Regions from separate parts of the Mus musculus genome. Here regions 1, 2, 3, 4 and 5 are each linked to region 6. The links are chromatin contacts, called in public Hi-C, HiCAR-type and promoter capture Hi-C maps. All regions are on one chromosome and are shown on one strand. Each heading gives the region's core, a stretch centred on a gene start, on an enhancer-like site or on the middle of the called end of the contact. The rest is flanking DNA. Distances are from core to core; before and after follow the strand shown. Region 1 has its middle 31 kb from the start of Abce1. Region 2 holds the start of Lsm6 (LSM6 homolog, U6 small nuclear RNA and mRNA degradation associated). Region 3 holds the start of Smad1 (SMAD family member 1). Region 4 holds the start of Otud4 (OTU domain containing 4). Region 5 holds the start of Il15 (interleukin 15). Region 6 holds the start of Smarca5 (SWI/SNF related, matrix associated, actin dependent regulator of chromatin, subfamily a, member 5).

Region 1 (2,735 bases), core at 90-2,589, 1.1 Mb before region 6:
ATCATATACTTAACTCACAATGTTATTCTCTCAATTTACCTGAAATTAAATTTTAATCTTGTAAAAAAAATGTGTGAGAATGGTATAATAAATAACTGATATGCTCAAATAGATGTAGCTACAAATGACAGTTACCAAGGCAGGAGCAGGACCCACACTCTCCCCACTGGAAGTTTGAGTGTCTGCATGTTTTTAATTTACAGAACTGTAGAACTGCATACACACCTGTCTACTTTAGTCTGGTGTCTTTAGAAACCCAAGATATGGTCCTCATAGAACTGTTTATCCGAGAAAAAAAATGTAGCTGGTAGTTTCTCCTTTGAAAGGAATGAAATAATTCCAAGACTTAATAACCAGAATTTAGAAAAGGACAGTTTGTTAGAAATTGATTAAGTGTACAGAGACCCAAAAACAATGATTCATGTAGATAGTAAAGAAAGATAAAACTAGAATCCAGATGTACAGTGATTTTAAGGAGAAACACAGTAGTTGCCTGCAGGGATCTACCAGAGGCTCTATGATGCTGTTTCCTATACAAAGGGCCTTCCATGCATGCTAACAGTGTTTCCCTGGAGTGGAGGTCAAGTGATTTCACTTTGTTTCATTCATCAACTATTTGGTCAAAGAAATAAGTAAAGCTAAATAAAAGCACATCTGGTGGAAATCCGCAGCCATGAGCGTTGTCAAGATGTGCTTGGCTGTCGCCGGCAGCACCTGCAGTGGGCAGCAGGACACAGGTCGGCAGCTCTGGGGCTGTCTGTTCTGGAGGAGGCTTTGTGGTCATGGCACTGGTAGCGTTGGCTGTGGAATTCAGGACTTCTCCAAAATCGCCGCCAGCAGGCTTGGCTCCTCCTACTTTAGACTTTAAATTTTCAACTTTTTCTTCAAATGACTTGAAAGTTGGGGAGTTTTTCACGTCTTCCAGCTTTTTGGTGATAACTGAGCCAACCGATGAAAATGCAGCGGAGGCCTTCTGTCCAGCTTGCGATAGAGTTTCAGATGTCTTCTTGTATGCATTGGTTGCCGTCACGTCTTTGCCACCCTTTGGCAATGTTCTGCTTGAACTCCTGAAGCGAGGAGATGCCAAGCTTCCGCTTGAGCTCAGCGAGACGCTTCTCTTTTGCGGCCAATACTTGGGACAGAGTCTGGATTTCTTCTTCCACTTTAGTAAGCTCCCGCCCCAGCTCCTCTTGCTCCTCTTCCGTCAGCGTCTCTGGAGCACTGAGCATGGTAACAGCATCCTCTCCTTCCTCGGCCACTGGCTCTGTCTTCAGCAGACCTTGCTCGCCGCGGTCCATGTCTGAGCCACCTCGCTCCCGGCGCTCGACCTGCCGCGCTCCTCCGCGCCTCTCTGTGCTCCGCCCGCGGCCGCCCGCGCAGTCCCCACCCCGGGCGTCGGCGCCGCCCTCCAGGGAGCCGGTCGGTCAAATTCATTTTTCATCCAATATATTTTGGTAATATTCTTTCCAGTTTAATGCAGGTCCTCCCTATATCCCCACTCACCCAAATTCTTGTTCCAAACAAAAACGGAAAAAAATTAAGAGCTGCAGTAACACAAAAATGTCCCTGCCTGGCATGTGGTTGATAGACCAGTGGCACAGTATTGGAGATGACACTTTCCCTTTCCCAGCAGGGGTCAATACCTAATGAGTGCTCCAGAGTCTCTGCACATTGACCAGTTGTGGAGTGTCCCCTAGTTATCCACTGGGAAAAGCCCCACAAGGGGTGGAGCAACGCAGGGATCTGTAGCATTAGGTTATTAGTTGTTTTACTGCTTTTTTCCTTTAGTAGAATAACCAAGTTTCTCCCTAGGTCTCATGATCTGTCAACTCTCAGTTCTTTGCTTTTGCAGTGCCACGTATGGATTCCTCATGGAGTAGACTTTAACTGTAACCAAAATGTGGTAGATGGCTTAGAGAAAGAATATATGCTGCTGAGCCTTAAATTGAGCTGAGTTCAATTCCTGGGATCTGCATGGTGAAAGGAATTCCTGCAATGGCATATGTGTGTGAATACACACGCAAATAAAACAAATGGTTACTCCCATAACATTTGTTCCCCTACTGTACCAGTCACTTTACAGGTGGTCCCTGTTGGAGGTTGTTGGGTTTGCAGCTGATGATGCTACTCTTCTCTGATGGTAATGCAGAGTACCTTCCAGCACCCAGAACACTAGTCAGTAGGGGTGAAGCTTATAGCTGGGCACCAACTCACTTTCTGCATGTTCCTTTTACAGGTGCTATCAGCAATAGAGCCCTTTTTTCCCTCATGTACAGAATAGCCAATAGCAATAGCCTGTGATGTTTGGTAGGGGTATATATGGGGACCCCTTTGGTTTTTGATTATTTTTTGAGACAGTGTTTCTCTGTTTAGCCTTGGTTGCCCTTCAACTTGCTCTGTAGACCAGTCTGGCCTTGAATTCATAGAGCTCTGCCTCCCAAGTGCTGGCATTGAAAACCTGCACCATCACTGCCCAGTTTATGGGAACCCTTTGGCCAATAGCTCAAGACATTGTTTTCCTGGCACTTGAGGTTTACTTGGTGGCATGTCTAGTAGGAGCATTGTCTCATAAGGTGACTGTATTCACATTATTTTCATATGTGTATTTTAGAAAGCGGCTACAATAGCAGCCATATAGCTTTGCGCTCTGCCACCGAGCTATCTCTTCAGCCCTACTATGTAGGTCTTCTGAGAATGAGTTGACTTGATTGAGCTATCCAGATGAAGTGAGGGTA
Region 2 (2,700 bases), core at 87-2,586, 1.9 Mb before region 6:
TAGTGCTGAACACAAAAATGTAACTTTTCTATTTTCCAGTCCCTCAATCCAAAAGTAGAAAATAAGCCAGGGAGTTAAAAACAAAACAAAACTTTCTTTAAAGAAGTTCTATTATCTAGTAGGCCACCCTTCAGTGAGAGAAGAGCTGCTGCAGTCGTTAGGGGTACTCACTTGGGAGGCAGGAAACCTGAGTTCTAATCTCTGCTACTTAATTATCTGTGCAGCTTGCGTAACTCATCACCATTTCACCTGTCACGGCCCCAGGCTCATCTGCAAAATAAGGAAGTTAGGCTAGATGGGTACTGGCTGTCTCTTCCTGTTCCAGCATCTGATTAACATGTGCAGTCAGTCAGTCAGTCTGTCTCTCTGTCTGTCTCTGTCTGTCTGTCTGTCTGTCTGTCTCTCTATCTCTCTCTCTCTCTCTCTCTCTCTCTCTCTCTCTCTCTCACACACACACACACAGTCACAGCCTGCAAGTTCAAACTCCCAATAGTAATTCCAAAGTGAGGCTGTGCTTTGCTACTTTAGAACCACAGTAGGCCCTTTCACGGTTTTGAAGAGCCAAATAAATTACTAACACTTTAAGAAAAACCAGTCTCGCAATGTGCAAGAACCATCTATGCTAGTAATTGAAAATTTGAGGAATAGAAGTTAAGGCATCACGATATCGTTCGGGATGCGAAAATGAAGCAAAAAACTCACACCCAAAGACGTCAGCCTGGGAAACAGCTGAATAATTTATGAGATCCACACAATAAAACAGGGGGCCCAAACGAGATCAATGAATTTTAAAATCACAACTTGTCTCATTTTAATGTAAGTATAAAACTAAATACTGGTGTGTGGTTAAAAAACTTGGTGGTCTTAGCTGAAACAGAAACAGGCCCACACAAGAGAAAGGGAGTTGGTGTGCCGAGGCCGTCAGCAAGGACCATTTCCTCCGCTCGTCTGTATTTACTTTCCGTCGCGCAGGGCTCGCGGGTGGAGGAGGGCGCCGAAGTCGCGCGCCACCGTAACCCTGGGCGCTCACCCCAATCGGCGCGAAGCGCGCGCGCCACGGGAGCGCGCCCGGCACCGCGAGCCCGCGTGGCCCAGACCAGCGAGCATCTCCTGGGACGCAGGCCCGGCTCGAGCCGCTCCCCGCCAGCCCGGACCATCCGCGGCCTACGCCAGCCGCTCCCACCCGGAGTGCCTGCCCGCACCCATTCATTCCTCCCAGGCCGCGGGCTCACCTTGCAGCCGGATCCAGAACGCTCACAGGCCGGGCTTCCGCGGACGCGCGCGCCGAAAACCGAAACCGCCCCCGGCAGCGGCTTTCCCATCTCACCCAATCAGCGTCCTCCTTGCCTATGGCGACCCGCGGGGATCAAAAACAGTCAGAACGCGTTAGTGAGCTGGCTTCCAAGACCGGGTTTGTTTAATGGTACCGTCGGCACCCAGCCAGGGCTTGAAGTAAAGGTCCGATATTCTGATATTCTCTCTTTTGCCAGAAAATAGAATACGAAAGCAAAACAACCAACCAAGAGCTAGAAGTGATCTTGTGTGTGTGTGTTTACAGTAAAGAACCTTAAAATATTAAGAAACGGAAACTTACAGTTAAAACGATGGCTGTTGAGCACCCCGAAATAGCCTTAAATAATTTAAAACAAATACAAGTTAAAAGCCTCAAACCCTCAAACTAACTTCTGCATATAAATTAAATGTATGAAGAGATTGTTTCCATGGGAATGCTGAAACAAAAAAATAATTCAAGCAACTCTGAATTATAACGGCATCAATTAGAAAACGTTACAAATTAGTTTAATTGGAAACTGCATGCAGATACTATTTAAGTAGTGTATGGGAACTTGGTTAGGGATACTTCATGAATTCTTAATGCATGCTTTTTATTTATGGAAGAAAAAAAGTCACAGGAAGACAATTTCTTCTACCCCCACGATCTCTTTATATTTTAACTTATATTTTATATTTATATTTTAAATTTTAATTCTGTTTCTGTTGTTTAACATTCAACAAAGTTATAATACCTTCAAACAACAGCTACATAACCCTGATAAGTGTTACAGGATCTAAGATGCAGAATTGTTTTCTGAAACACAAAGTGGATTCCTCCTTTTCTACGTGCCTTTGATTGATATCCTGGACAGTGATCTACCTGCCTTTGGTTGATACCCCAGACAGTGAACAACTGGGTGGAATTTGGAAAAGAACAGGAACATCCTTCTGTCTGTCTGTAAAATTCCAGTTGATGTCAAGACCAAATAATTACAGACATTGATCAAACAGCATTTTAGGCTCTTGAAATATAAAATTAGGAACACAGGTAAAGTCACATTTAAATCAAAGAAGGAGCACGCTATGCCTTGTCCCTAAAATAAAAACTGCTTTATAGGTCAAATTGGGGGCTGAGGATTTAGCACAGTGGTAGCATATCTAGTGTGCATGAACATCTCTGGCACCACAGCGGTAGTGGCATAGTGGCGCTCACACCTGTAATCCTAGCACCCAGGCATGCGTGCAGGAAAATCAGAAATTCAAGATCATCCTCAGCTACAGAATGAGTTTGAGACCAGCCTGGGCTATTTGAGACCTTGTCTAAAAAAAGAAAAAAGAAAGAAAAATCAAATTGTGCTACATACTACATTTCTTACTGACTGTAATTATGATATGCGTATTATATAGAGAGATGAAATAGGTAGG
Region 3 (2,700 bases), core at 20-2,519, 1.3 Mb before region 6:
ACTCCTTTCAGTCCGTGCTTTGAAAACTTCAGATGTCACCCAGGAACCCAAGAGAGGGGGAAGAGGCCAGGGGTTGACAACAAGCATTCTACAACGATGCTCTCTTAGATGGCTGTGGCATAGGCGGCGATTTTCAGATGGAAAGCTCTTGGCTGGATTACTTTGTACCGTGCATTTAGAAAAACTACATGTGCCTCCGAATAAACAAAAGCCGCGACTACCATACTGTCTGGATGTAGCCGGTGATGGTCCCTCCTGGCTCCTCCGAGCACCTCGGGGAGACGCTGGCCCCGCAGCCTTCGCACGCAGTCCGCAAAGCGGCTGCACAGGCCCGCGCTCTCACGCCCACCGCCCCCACCCCGCGACAGAAACACTAACAAAGACGGTCTGGACGAGAACAGTTGTTCTCGGCGCTCGGAACGCGCAGTGAGGCAATCGAATCCGGTAAAGGGAAAGGAATGAGGCGACACTGGGCGACGCAGGGGGTGTAGGCGGAAGGGGGCGGGGGGGGGGGGGGGGAGACGCGAGGCCGCCAGACCTTTGAATAAATCAGAGGGAACTACGCTACGAACTTTCCTTAACCCCGATCCCCAAATCAGGCTGTGTGGGGACCCACAGGGGTGCGCGCGTCCATCCAGGGAGACCCGAGCTGAGCGCAGCGCTGTCCCCGCGAGGGTCCGCAGGCCGGGGCGGGGACACAATGGGGCTGCGGCCCGATGCGGAACGGGGGTCCCCGGAGAACTGGACACGCCCGACAAAGACGCGGGGAGGCAGGGAGGTCTGGCGGCAGGTTCGCGGCCGCGAGGCGCCATCATGGGGGGGGGGGGGGACTGCGTCCCGGAGCTCGTCCCAGATTTCCTTCAGCGCGGGTCCCCCGAGTCCTCCCGGATCCTCCCCGGAGCCCGTCCCAGATCGACCCCAGAGCCCGCCCAGAATCCCCTCGGAGCCTGTCCCCGATCCTCCCCCGGAGCCCGCCCGGGATGCCCCCCGGAGCCCGCCCAGGATCCCCCCCTGGAGCTGGTCCCTGTCCCGGTGCGCCCCGCGCGGCACAGGACAAGTCTGTCTCGAGTCGGCTCGGGTACGCTCGGCTTTACCGGCTCGGCGGCGCGCCCATCCGCAGGGACGCACGAGACCCGGCGCCGGGTCCCGTGCTCCGATCCGCTCCCGGCCGCCGTCCCCGCGCTCTGCTTAGCTCCGGGCCGCCGTCCCCGCGCCTCGGCCCCGGCCTCGCCTTGGTGCGCCCGCTCGCTCCCCGAGCCTGGATTGATCTGGTCGCGCTGGCGTCAGGCAGTCGGAACCGCCCAGCCTCCACAGCCCGCCTGCCAATACCCGGCGCACAACCCGCCTGCCGCTTGCCCTCGCTCACACGCGCACCGCGCGCGCCCGCTGCCGCTTAGGGATCCTCTCCAAATTACCGGCCCGCGCCTTCCTCTGACTCTAGTCCCTGCCTAGCTGCCAGTCAAATTCCAAAGCCTGTGTTATTTTCTGAAAAGTTCTCGAACACGACCATCGAGCCCACTCAGTCGTCCTAAAAACGCATTTTTAAAGGCCCTGCAATCACTGACTCAGTGATTTACCGGCCCTTCATGTAGCATGAGCCTCAAATTGGCTGACCTGTTAACTACTAGGTAGATACATTTATTTCCAGTATGTACCCTTCCTGCGGCAAATGACAGAAACCATTTGTATGTTTGTTAAAAGGTCTCGTAGCCCAGGATGACCTCGAACACGCTTTGAAGGGGAAAAGGCCTTGAACTTCTCTTCCTCCAGCCTCCACATCCTCAGTGCTGGGATTACAGGGCTGCACATATTTTTATTTATAAGGTTCTGGGAATCATCGAACCCATGGCCTTATGCATGCTGGACAAGAACTTTACAACTGAACTTCCTTGCTTTCTTGTTTGCCTGGAAATGAGATCTCTCTCTACAGACCAGACTGGCTTTGGACTGGGAAATACCCTTTTAGTACTGTAAATTTGGGTGCAATCTTTTAGATAACAGTTTTGCCCCTATTCCCACCCACCCCCCCAAAAAAACCCACAAAACAAAAATACACACACACACACAAAGGAACTCACATCTTACTGATCTGTTCAGACACCAAAAACACCTTCTTGAAACAATCAACTTTTTTTCTTGGTCAGTTTCTGGAAGTTGGCATGGAATCTTGAACACTTATCATAATGTTGAGTTATGTTTAGAGAAGAACTATTCTAGGAGTAAATGCCCCACAAACCAAAAAAAGAAAAAAATCATTGCCCGCAATATAAAGAAATACCAAAGGCCACTACAAATTAATGACACTCTCCAATTATTCCTGTACCTTTACATGCTTAGCACTCCACTTAAAATTCTTATTAATTATTTAAGTATTATATCTGCATTACATATTTAATTATTCAAAGGAAATGCAACAAATCCCATAAACCCATAAAATGCCATTTATAAATTATACATAAGAATATTCCTGCTAATTAAATTTCTTTCTTCATTAAACTATTTGAGCACTTACTGGTCAATTCTTGGATCTCATCTTATTTTCCTTAAAAGCAGCATTTGACATAGTTGGTTGCTCTCTGGTCCCTTGGGCAACAGTTGGAGTGAGCCTGGCTTAAAGCCACTCAGGGCCATTTCCCTCCCCTGTACAGACCCTCTGTAGATGAAAAGAGTGAGGTATATCCATACATGGGAACATTACTC
Region 4 (2,701 bases), core at 115-2,614, 1.1 Mb before region 6:
GGATTTCTCAAAGTGTTTCCCCTGTACAAGTAAACATTTTAAATTTGGGTCAAGGATTTTTAAAAAAAAAATTATTTAGCTTGCGATATATTTTCTAAAAATAGCACATTTATAGGAATATTTAAATATTAATAGCTTACATTTTAAGTAACGTGTTGCAATCCTACCACCTGGCATGTCTTGGCACCATTCCCAAGAATGCCTACACCTTTAAACCTAAGGTAATTTACCACTTTTCTTTTTCCAACACAACGTCAAGACCGAAGTTCTAATAAATTTAAATGATACGAGATGCTATTGTATGCTAGTAAAATAAAATTCTGACGTCCCAAGAGGTTAAGTTCCGGATTCGCAAACCCAATTGGACTGCTCAGGTCGGATTCCCCGTAGCGTTATCACCGAATTAAAAAAAAAAAAAAAAAAAAAAAAAAGAAGTAATTTCTTCTAACAGGGACAGCTCTTTGTGTGGCAGAGCGCAGCTGCTGTGACAGAATGAGCAGGCATGCCCTTGGCAAAGCCAGATCTTGTCAGAGTGTGAGCTGTCCCAATTTCAATCAACTGTCAACGCTTCATTGAGGGTCAAAATGGCTTAGGCTGGCGGCTCCAAGGGCCTCGGGTGAGGTGCCCGGTTTTCTGCTCTAAGCGTTTAGCCACCCCTAAGAAAACGCTAGGAGGGGAGGCCCTGAGTGGGGTGCGGACAGGTGCGTCCTCTGGAACTACACAAAGGGCCGGCGGCACCGCCACTGAGCCCCTAGCAACTGCACGCAAGCTGCGCTCGCGCGCTTTCCGCCGCCCCACGGCGCTCAGGGCGGGAGGCTCGCCGGGAGGGCGGGGCAGCGCGCGCAGGTCAGCGGCGTAAGCGACAGACACCCTCGGGCCTGCTCGCGGACGCGGCCTGGGAAGCGCGAAGGCAGTTCTAGGTTCGGCACCGCTAGCATTGTAGGGATTTGTAGTCCGCGAGCCCGTGGGGCACCTCCCCTCCGGGTAGGCCGACCCAGGCGTCCCCGCCCTCTGCACGAGGACTTCCTGCCGCGGCTTAAACTACAACTCCCGTCGTCCGCTGCGCCGAGGGCTGAAAGCGAAAACAAATTCTAGGCTGCGAGGTTGCTGCCCTCCGCCCGGCGCCCCTTCCCGCTCCCCGCCCCTCAGGCGCCCTCCGGCGAGGTGGGGAGACGAGCGGCCGTGGCTTTCTCTCCGCGTTTCCTCGGTTCTCGGCGTGGGGTGCGTGCGGGAGACGCAGGCCTCGCTTAATCTCAGCCGGGCGCGCCGCCGGGGCTTTTCTCGCCTCACACCGGTCGAGACCCGGAAACTTGTGGGGGCGGCGACCCCCGGGCTGCCCGCGGGCGCGTGTCCCTCCGCGGAGGCGGCCGCGTGCGGATGGCCATGCACTAGGCTGGGCTCACCTATGCTCCGGGAGAGCGCCGGCCACCGCCTCGGGCCGCTGCCGCCACCGCCTCTTCCTGCCGCCGCTCGCCGTGTCCGCGTCGGAGCCGGAGCCCGAGCCGCAGCCTGCCCCAGGCCCGGGCGTCGAGCAGCCGGCGGCGCGGCCATGTGGGGCTAGTTCGCCCCGCGCACGCTGCAGCGGACCGGCAACATGGAGGCAGCCGTCGGCGCGCCCGACGGCGTGGACCAGGGCGGCGTGGGGCCGCTGGAGGATGAGACGCCCATGGACGCCTATCTGCGCAAACTGGGCTTGTATCGGAAATTGGTCGCCAAGGACGGGTCGTGCTTGTTCCGGGCTGTGGCCGAGCAGGTAAAGGACCCGGGCCGGAGCCGGGCGGGCGCGGGGCTGGGTGCGACATGCCGCCCGCAGCTGCCTGGCCGCCCACGGCGGGGCTGCGCGTGGCTCGCTGTCGTCACAGCGGCCCATTGTAACGCCGGCACGGGACCGAGTGAGGACATCTCGGGCGGCCTGCTCGCAGCCTGACCGCCAGGGACCCAGCGACATGCTGTTTTTGAGTTGTGTTCCGCGTTCACCTGCGCTCAGTTTTTAGCAGCCGAGTGTTCCCACTAGTTAACCTCATGTTTACTGGAGGAGGTGCGGCACTCAGTGTGACTGCTTCACATTTTTTTTTTCCTGTTGCTGGACTTTGGAATGCGGGGTAGTCGGTCTCACCGGTGTCACTCGAAACAGGCGGCCAACTTTGCTGTTTAAGGAAAGCAGTCTTCCTGTATAGGGTCTTCCCAGTGACTTAATCTTGAGTAGGTCCCATACTATACTATGTTGGAATCAGGCAAGAATTTACTCTTCTAAAGGCCTTTAAGTAATAGGATGGATTTTCAGTATAGGCACATGTCGGGTTTTTTTTTTTGTTTCCGTTTTTTGTTTTGTTTTCCTTATTGGTCAAAAATTATTCCCAGTACAGATCGAACATTTTACCAAAGAGAAGTGAGTTAGAACTCAGGAGTGGGACGAGTTCCAGGGAAGAATACTCAAGGCTTTTCTTTTTTGAGAGCGAGCCCTTTTCCCCATGTTATGTAATCAGATGTAGGTGTGGGGTCACCAAAACCCATCCTATATTTGAAGACTAGCTGCTAAAGTAGTTGGATTAAAAAAGTTTCACATTACTGCTCCAGTTTGTATTTCATACCATTTACAGTTTGCTTTCCTTTGGCTTAATCTGGAGTTTTTATGGTTTTGTCCCCTCCCGCCCGCCCCCTTTTGTGAGCTAACTAGCTTTTAAGATTTCTGTTTTAGAAT
Region 5 (2,799 bases), core at 296-2,795, 1.7 Mb after region 6:
ATAGCCACAGACACTTCTTAGAATTGAAACAAGATTTAACTAAGAAAGCACCATTGTATTTTTCCTTTAACCCACCAGCAATCTGCAGGAAAATTCTAAGAAGCAGCTTCCCACCGCACTGTACACTGCCTCTGCCTGCCAATCAGCAGCCAGCAGTAATATCTAAACTACTAGAAACCTGTCAGGGATCTGAACTAGGGAAAACCTGACCCCCTATCATGTTGCAAAACAGATCACAAGGCAAGAGGAGCCATTAGAGTGAGAATGGGACTGCAAACTCCCAGAAGGGAAAAGGGGAAGCATAAAGATCAGAGGAGAAGCAGACACATTTATAACAAGCCTGAAGCAATTTCTGACCCTTCCACATTTTAAGTAAAACTCCGGAGTTTGTTGTTGTTGTTGTTGTTGTTTTTTTATTCTAAAAGCCTAAAATAACTATAGTTTTGTCTCTACTCCTTTATTAATATTGATGTTCCCTCTTGAGTCGCTTCTTTCTTATCAATCCCTCTAAACTTCCTTTAAGAAATCCTTTAAATTTTAGTGAGCATTCAATGTTGATAAGGATCTAACTTGAGGCAGCAATCGTAGTAATCTGTTTATTTACCGGCTCAGACTGGAGAGTCCTGGCAGGTCAATGGGGCCTCCCTGGCGCCACCAATGAGAGTATCAGAAATCAATTTAAAATCACCAGTGGAAAGTAGCTGCTGCCAATCACCTCATTTCCATTTCAGCTTCTGCGGGACTCTGTCTCTGGTTCTGTCTGAAACCTGTCAGGACGCTGCCTGGTTCTGTCTGGAACCTGGATCATTAACATTGTTTGGGCATTAACATAATATTAAATGCAGGGGGGAGGGGCTATAGACATTCTTTTGAGCTTCCCTTTCTTGCAACTTTGCACTCTCCAACCCACTTGAAAAAGTTAGCTGGGTTTTCATCTAAAGCCCGCTTGAGTGAGGATTTTATTTCAGGACAATCTTCCCCGTTGCTTCCCTTCAATCTGGTATTTCATACAGACAACTGCTTTGATTAAGCCTTGAGCTAAGCTGTTGCTAATACAGACCCAGACCTATGGCCATTCCTGCACATTTATTTCCCTAGAAAACGCATCTTCAACAAGGAAAAGGTGAGTAATTTTTGCAAAGGGAGAGAGGAGAGAGAGAGAGAAAGAAAGAAAGAAAGTCCATAGCAGCCATCCATTCGCCGGGGCCAGAAGTTTGAAAGAATGTGGCAAGCAGAGCCGAGTTAGTACCTTTCCTGACCTCTCTGAGCTGTTAGATGTGGAACTCAGCCTTCCAAACACAGCAGGATCCCGTCTTCGTCCAACTCTGCAACTGGGCGGGGGCAGTCCTGCCCTGGCAAGGTCCCTGCAGCGCGTAAGGAGATGCACTGCAAGTCTTTTGGGCGCAGAGAATTGGGAGAGACTTGCAGGAGGACCTGCAAGCTGCCCTACTCTGCAAGGGGGAGGATGAAGAAGAGAACTCTGGGGAAGAGTGGCTGGACAGAAGGGGAATACAGTGCCACTGAGTATTGAAGTCTTGGTCAAGAAAGAGGGCGGGGCGGCCTGGCCGGCAGCTGGAGGGGAAAAGGGTGCCTGAGCAGAGCCAGAGCTGGGAGGGGCCCGGGGCGTAGGCTTTCGGAAAAAAAAAAAATTCCATTGTTGATCCACCACCACCAGCACTACCACCTCCCATTCTGTACCTCCATCGGGTTCTGGTTGAAGGGTGCAGGATGCAGGGCAGCAGCCAGCGGGAGCAATCAAGGCACAAGGAGCGAATCAGCTGGGGTTTCCCCGGTTTCCCCCAGTGCTTTCCAGCCGGGGAGTCCCAACCCCAGCTAACAGAAAAGTGAAAGAGAAAGAGCCCAAGCTGAGGCGGAGATCAACACCCTGGGGAGGTTGCGGGAGGAACACATGGTCCCGGCCACCTTACCAGGTGCCCACATGATTCTGCCACTGCCAGGTCCCCAGGGCGCAGAACCTGAAGGGCAACTGAGAGCAGAGAGCAGTCTCCTCCCCCTGGGCAGTTGGCCACAGCCTCTGTGTGTCCTGGAATGCCTTTGCCTCTGTGAAGTTTCAAGGAGTTGGCCTGAGTTCACAGGTTGCTTGCATCTACAGCAACTGGCCTTGCAGGGAGGCAGTTTGGCTTCCCCATAGAAGCCCGGAGGAGATCTGGACAGAGACTGTACCGGGAGGAAACGGAAAAGGACCTTGGGTCTGGAATGGGCGGTCCTCCAAAACAACCCTTGACCTGCTGCAGAGTCTGGAAGAGGGAAGTTTCTTTCTGAACTCTTGCTAGGAGGGGCCTGTTTGGGAACAGTAAACTTCCACTAAATTGACCCCTCTTGGGTCATTTTTCCAACCTAATTTGTAGCTGAATGTAAAACATTGCACATGTCTTTTGATGGGAAACAAGGCGTGGGTAAGGCAGCATCTTTAAGTTGGAAATTAGGAGTGATTATAGTGAGGAGGAGTTAACCATGTCAACTGTGTGTCTATTCCAGACAGTCCGAGAGCCCGGGGTCCCAGCTTTGGCATTCAGATGAATCATTGAAAAGACTCAGTGGCTTGCGGTTCCCAAAGCTTTTGAGAAAGCCAGGAGAAAACGATGAGGCCCTTGGCACCTAGTTAAACACAACTATGTTCTGTGTTTTTGTGTATTACATTAAAAAATGGTAAAAACTAGAATATTTGAACGACTAATTATTAACTGTGTGTGGCATTCCACATAAAATCATTGTAATGGGAAGTTTGTTCTCACACACTTATCTTGTATCCCTTCAAGGTTTATATTTGAAACAATA
Region 6 (2,700 bases), core at 167-2,666:
TCCAATCTGAGGATTAAAACTCCCAGGAGTCTTCCTTCAGACTGGAACTACAGAATACCTCAAAACAAGGCCAAGGCCAAGAATAAAAATTGGAAGCAGTAACTTTGTTCCCAGGCAACTCAATGCCTGGGAGCATGTCCAAAGAGACCTGCCTGGCAGCTCCCCCATTTTCCACTCTCTCCCCGCTTCCTCCAGTATTGTCACCATCATCTGGCCCACTGGAGCCCCAAGAAGGTGGTTCAACAGCGAATCCTCCGAATGGCTTCAAAAGGAAGCAATGCGCAGAGCTAGAAGCCCATCATCCTTCCCCGAGGCTCCCATTCATTCAGTTCTCCATGCATACACCCGTAATTGGATGGGGATCCAGGACAGGTGCTGCGGCTGTCACGCTCGTTCCCCTCCCGGTGGAGCAGGGCCCGGGAGGGGCTTCCCCTCGTTGCACACAAGCAGCTGCGCCCCGCTTATCCCCACTGCGCACTCGGCCCTCCAGCTCTCGCCATTGTCTCTGCCCAGAACAGACAGATGCCGCCCCCGCCAGCACGGGGATGAGGCACTGGAGGCGCAAGTCCCCAGCTGCGACGCTGGGAAACGTCGCCCCTCGCCCCGGGAATCCCACTCCGGAGGGGCATCTCCCTCGCCTTCCTCAAAGTTTAGTGCAAACTAAAACCTAAATCGGGAGAAATTGAGCGAGTTCTGGGGGAGCCTGGCAATGGAGGAAACGGGTCCCCTCGGCCCCAGTAATCAGGAACATGTGTTTCGTAAGAGCGATCCGCGGTCGGGCTAGGCTAGCTACACCGAGGGGAAAAGGTAAAGGTGAAGAGCAGGAGACGCGCCGGCCGAGCATCCACCTCCCTCCCTCCCCGCGCACGGCCGCGCTCACCTCCATCTCGGTGTCCGCGGGGCCCGAGCCCGCAGCACACGGAGCCGCGGGCGCCGCGCCGCCCTCGGGGCCGCCTTTGTTGCCGCTGCTGCTCCCGCCGGCGCCCGCCGCCGAGGGCTTGGAAGGCGCGCTCTCGGGAGGCGGGGGCGGCGGAGGCTCCACCGCGGACGACATGTTCCGGCTGCGTCACCCGCCGCGGCCACGGGCAGGCGCGGCGCCGAGGGAAGCGGCTTGGGCCTGCGCGACACGGGCGTCCGGGCCGCCGGAGGAGTGAGACCTGCCCGGAAGCTCTCACGCGCGAGGGCTCCGCCACCGACCCGAGCCGGCCCAGCCGCGCCGCTCGCCTCGCCGTCCTCTTCCGCGGGACTCTGCTCCACAGGCGTTTACCTCACGGCGGGAATCACGTCGACGGGAGTGGGCGGGGCCAGCGGGGTCACGGAGGTCAGGGAAGGCGGGCTGACTCTGAGGAGGCGGAGGGCCGAGGGAAAGGGAAAGGAAAACGGAAGGTTCTCAGAGGCCTCCCGGCGCCTTCTCCTCTCCGGGAGTGGATTCTCTTCTCCAGCCAACCAGGACAGCTACCTACGCCACCCGCTCTCAACCCTCGCGAGATCGCTCGTTCCCCCTTAGAAGGCCGGCTCGCGAGGGCGCGTGCGCATGCTCCTCCTTGGCCCCGCCTCCTCCAGGCCTCTAGCGGGCTGTGGAGCCGAGTGGGCGGGGCCTCGAGGAAGCGCGTCGGCGGTGCTTTGCGCCTCCGCTCCTCCGAGTGACGCGAGCTGGGTCTTCGGCGCTCCCGTAACGGCTCGGCTCGCTGTCTTCCGCCGCGCTAGGGCTCCCTCTTGGGAACGGCGCGACTGTTAGGCAAGGAGCAAAGGCCTGGGCTGGCCTTCGTCGTCCTGCCGCCTTCGCTCACGGGCGTGACGTTAAGTGACGTTGGACGCCTGAGAAGAAAAATCACCTCAGAATTAAAAAGTCTGCGTGTTCGCTCCGTCAGTCGGCTTCGTTTAGAGAGTTCGGCGTTTGTCAAGTTCAAGTTAAGACAGAAGACGCGCTGCCCTGTTAGAATGGCAGCAGATAAAGGCAGACAAATGATGGCGAGTTTTCGCATGAAACAAATACACATTTGTCTCAAGAAGTGTTTACCAGGCGTGGTGGCGCACACCTTTAATCCCAGCACTACAGAGGCAGAGACAGGCGGATCTCTTGAGTTGAGGCCAGCCTGGTCTACAGAGCGAGTTCCAGGACAGCCAGGGCTACACCGAGGAAACAAGTGTTCGTTATTCGTGTTGCTTCTTTATCCTGCCTTAGGCTGTCATGGAGGCTACTGAATCCTACGGAATATAAACACTGTTCCATTCATCCCCCACCTACTCCCAGGCACAAAAGATCTTTATCTTAATTAATCCCATTATTTAGTCCCCACCTATGTTGAATAAAAAGTCTTTTCCAGAGTTACTTTCAAACTTCTTGGAATAGATAATATTCATATATAATTTCAAATGTTTTAACCAGTCGAATAATCGTTAACTAAAATGGAGAACCTGAAAACGCTCTCGTTTAACATACTGTAGCTCATTTGGTGAGTTGTTGGGGAGCATACATGAAATCCTGGGCTTGAGTCCTAGCACTATTTAATCTGGATGCCGTGACTCGTACCCCAAATCCCAGCACTTAGAGAAGTGTAGGCACGGTCATCCTTGGCTACTAGGCCAGCCTAGACTAAAAGACACTAAAAGTGTCTCCAAAAACTAATAGATATAAGGAGCTGGAAGAGATGGTTCAAAGGTTAAGAGCACTGGTTCAATTCCCAGCACCCGTATGTC

The links. Promoter capture Hi-C pulls out the DNA fragments that hold promoters and counts their contacts. A called contact is a pair of places that touch in the nucleus more often than the background predicts. HiCAR-type assays count read pairs that join an accessible place to other places.
Region 1: a contact with region 6 is called in a Hi-C map of bone marrow-derived macrophages, with 9 read pairs. The contact joins the enhancer-like site here to the promoter of Smarca5 in region 6. A contact is called at or near these places in 14 of 39 promoter capture datasets (the 3T3-L1 cell line, the C10 cell line, the HPC-7 cell line and 8 more), 65 of 484 Hi-C or Micro-C datasets (the AML12 cell line, the AtT-20 cell line, B cells and 37 more), 23 of 115 datasets of contacts at active chromatin or transcription factors (SST interneurons, acute myeloid leukemia, cardiomyocytes and 13 more) and 4 of 9 other capture datasets (adipose tissue, embryonic stem cells, liver and 1 more).
Region 2: a Hi-C map of CD8 T cells shows a contact between it and region 6, with 6 times the contacts expected there. The contact joins the promoter of Lsm6 here to the promoter of Smarca5 in region 6. A contact is called at or near these places in 2 of 39 promoter capture datasets (liver and pre-B cells), 2 of 484 Hi-C or Micro-C datasets (CD4 T cells and CD8 T cells) and 2 of 115 datasets of contacts at active chromatin or transcription factors (astrocytes and microglia).
Region 3: a contact with region 6 is called in a HiCAR-type map of astrocytes, with 3 times the contacts expected there. The contact joins the promoter of Smad1 here to the promoter of Smarca5 in region 6. A contact is called at or near these places in 1 of 39 promoter capture datasets (hippocampal neurons), 1 of 484 Hi-C or Micro-C datasets (CD4 T cells) and 2 of 115 datasets of contacts at active chromatin or transcription factors (astrocytes and embryonic hindbrain).
Region 4: a promoter capture Hi-C map of pre-B cells shows a contact between it and region 6. The contact joins the promoter of Otud4 here to the promoter of Smarca5 in region 6. A contact is called at or near these places in 17 of 39 promoter capture datasets (the 3T3-L1 cell line, the C10 cell line, the HPC-7 cell line and 11 more), 1 of 484 Hi-C or Micro-C datasets (B cells), 13 of 115 datasets of contacts at active chromatin or transcription factors (DN3 thymocytes, astrocytes, embryonic forebrain and 8 more) and 3 of 9 other capture datasets (adipose tissue, liver and macrophages).
Region 5: a contact with region 6 is called in a Hi-C map of B cells, with 6 read pairs. The contact joins the promoter of Il15 here to the promoter of Smarca5 in region 6. A contact is called at or near these places in 1 of 39 promoter capture datasets (pre-B cells) and 1 of 484 Hi-C or Micro-C datasets (B cells).

The regions. Positions count from the first base shown.
Region 1 is chr8:79,679,527-79,682,261 of GRCm38.p6, forward strand. It overlaps the pseudogene Tpd52-ps. Among named protein-coding and RNA genes, the nearest start is that of Abce1, 31 kb to the right of the region's middle. Within about 2 kb of position 1,340, at least 169 of the 459 cell types and tissues checked have an H3K27ac peak or open chromatin away from gene starts, as enhancers often do. A contact at or near this core is called in the AML12 cell line, CD8 T cells, the G1E-ER4 cell line and 17 more, where this site is marked.
Region 2 is chr8:78,819,816-78,822,515 of GRCm38.p6, forward strand. Lsm6 (LSM6 homolog, U6 small nuclear RNA and mRNA degradation associated) reads right to left here and starts at 1,337. Exons shown (of 5, transcript NM_001191004.1): 1 at 1,233-1,337; 2 at 172-270.
Region 3 is chr8:79,398,159-79,400,858 of GRCm38.p6, forward strand. Smad1 (SMAD family member 1) reads right to left here and starts at 1,270. Exons shown (of 7, transcript NM_008539.4): 1 at 1,095-1,270. Gm51578 (a long non-coding RNA gene) reads right to left here. Exons shown (of 3, transcript XR_003947567.1): 3 at 2,552-2,700.
Region 4 is chr8:79,638,312-79,641,012 of GRCm38.p6, forward strand. Otud4 (OTU domain containing 4) reads left to right here and starts at 1,365. Exons shown (of 21, transcript NM_001256033.1): 1 at 1,365-1,753. The coding sequence starts at 1,595. Gm51579 reads right to left here and starts at 1,594. Exons shown (of 1, transcript XM_030243905.1): 1 at 1-1,594. The coding sequence starts at 1,551. The coding sequence ends at 1,042.
Region 5 is chr8:82,401,041-82,403,839 of GRCm38.p6, forward strand. Il15 (interleukin 15) reads right to left here and starts at 1,546. Exons shown (of 8, transcript NM_001254747.1): 1 at 1,260-1,546.
Region 6 is chr8:80,738,043-80,740,742 of GRCm38.p6, forward strand. It overlaps Smarca5 (SWI/SNF related, matrix associated, actin dependent regulator of chromatin, subfamily a, member 5), which reads right to left and starts at 1,417. Exons shown (of 24, transcript NM_053124.2): 1 at 881-1,417. The coding sequence starts at 1,054.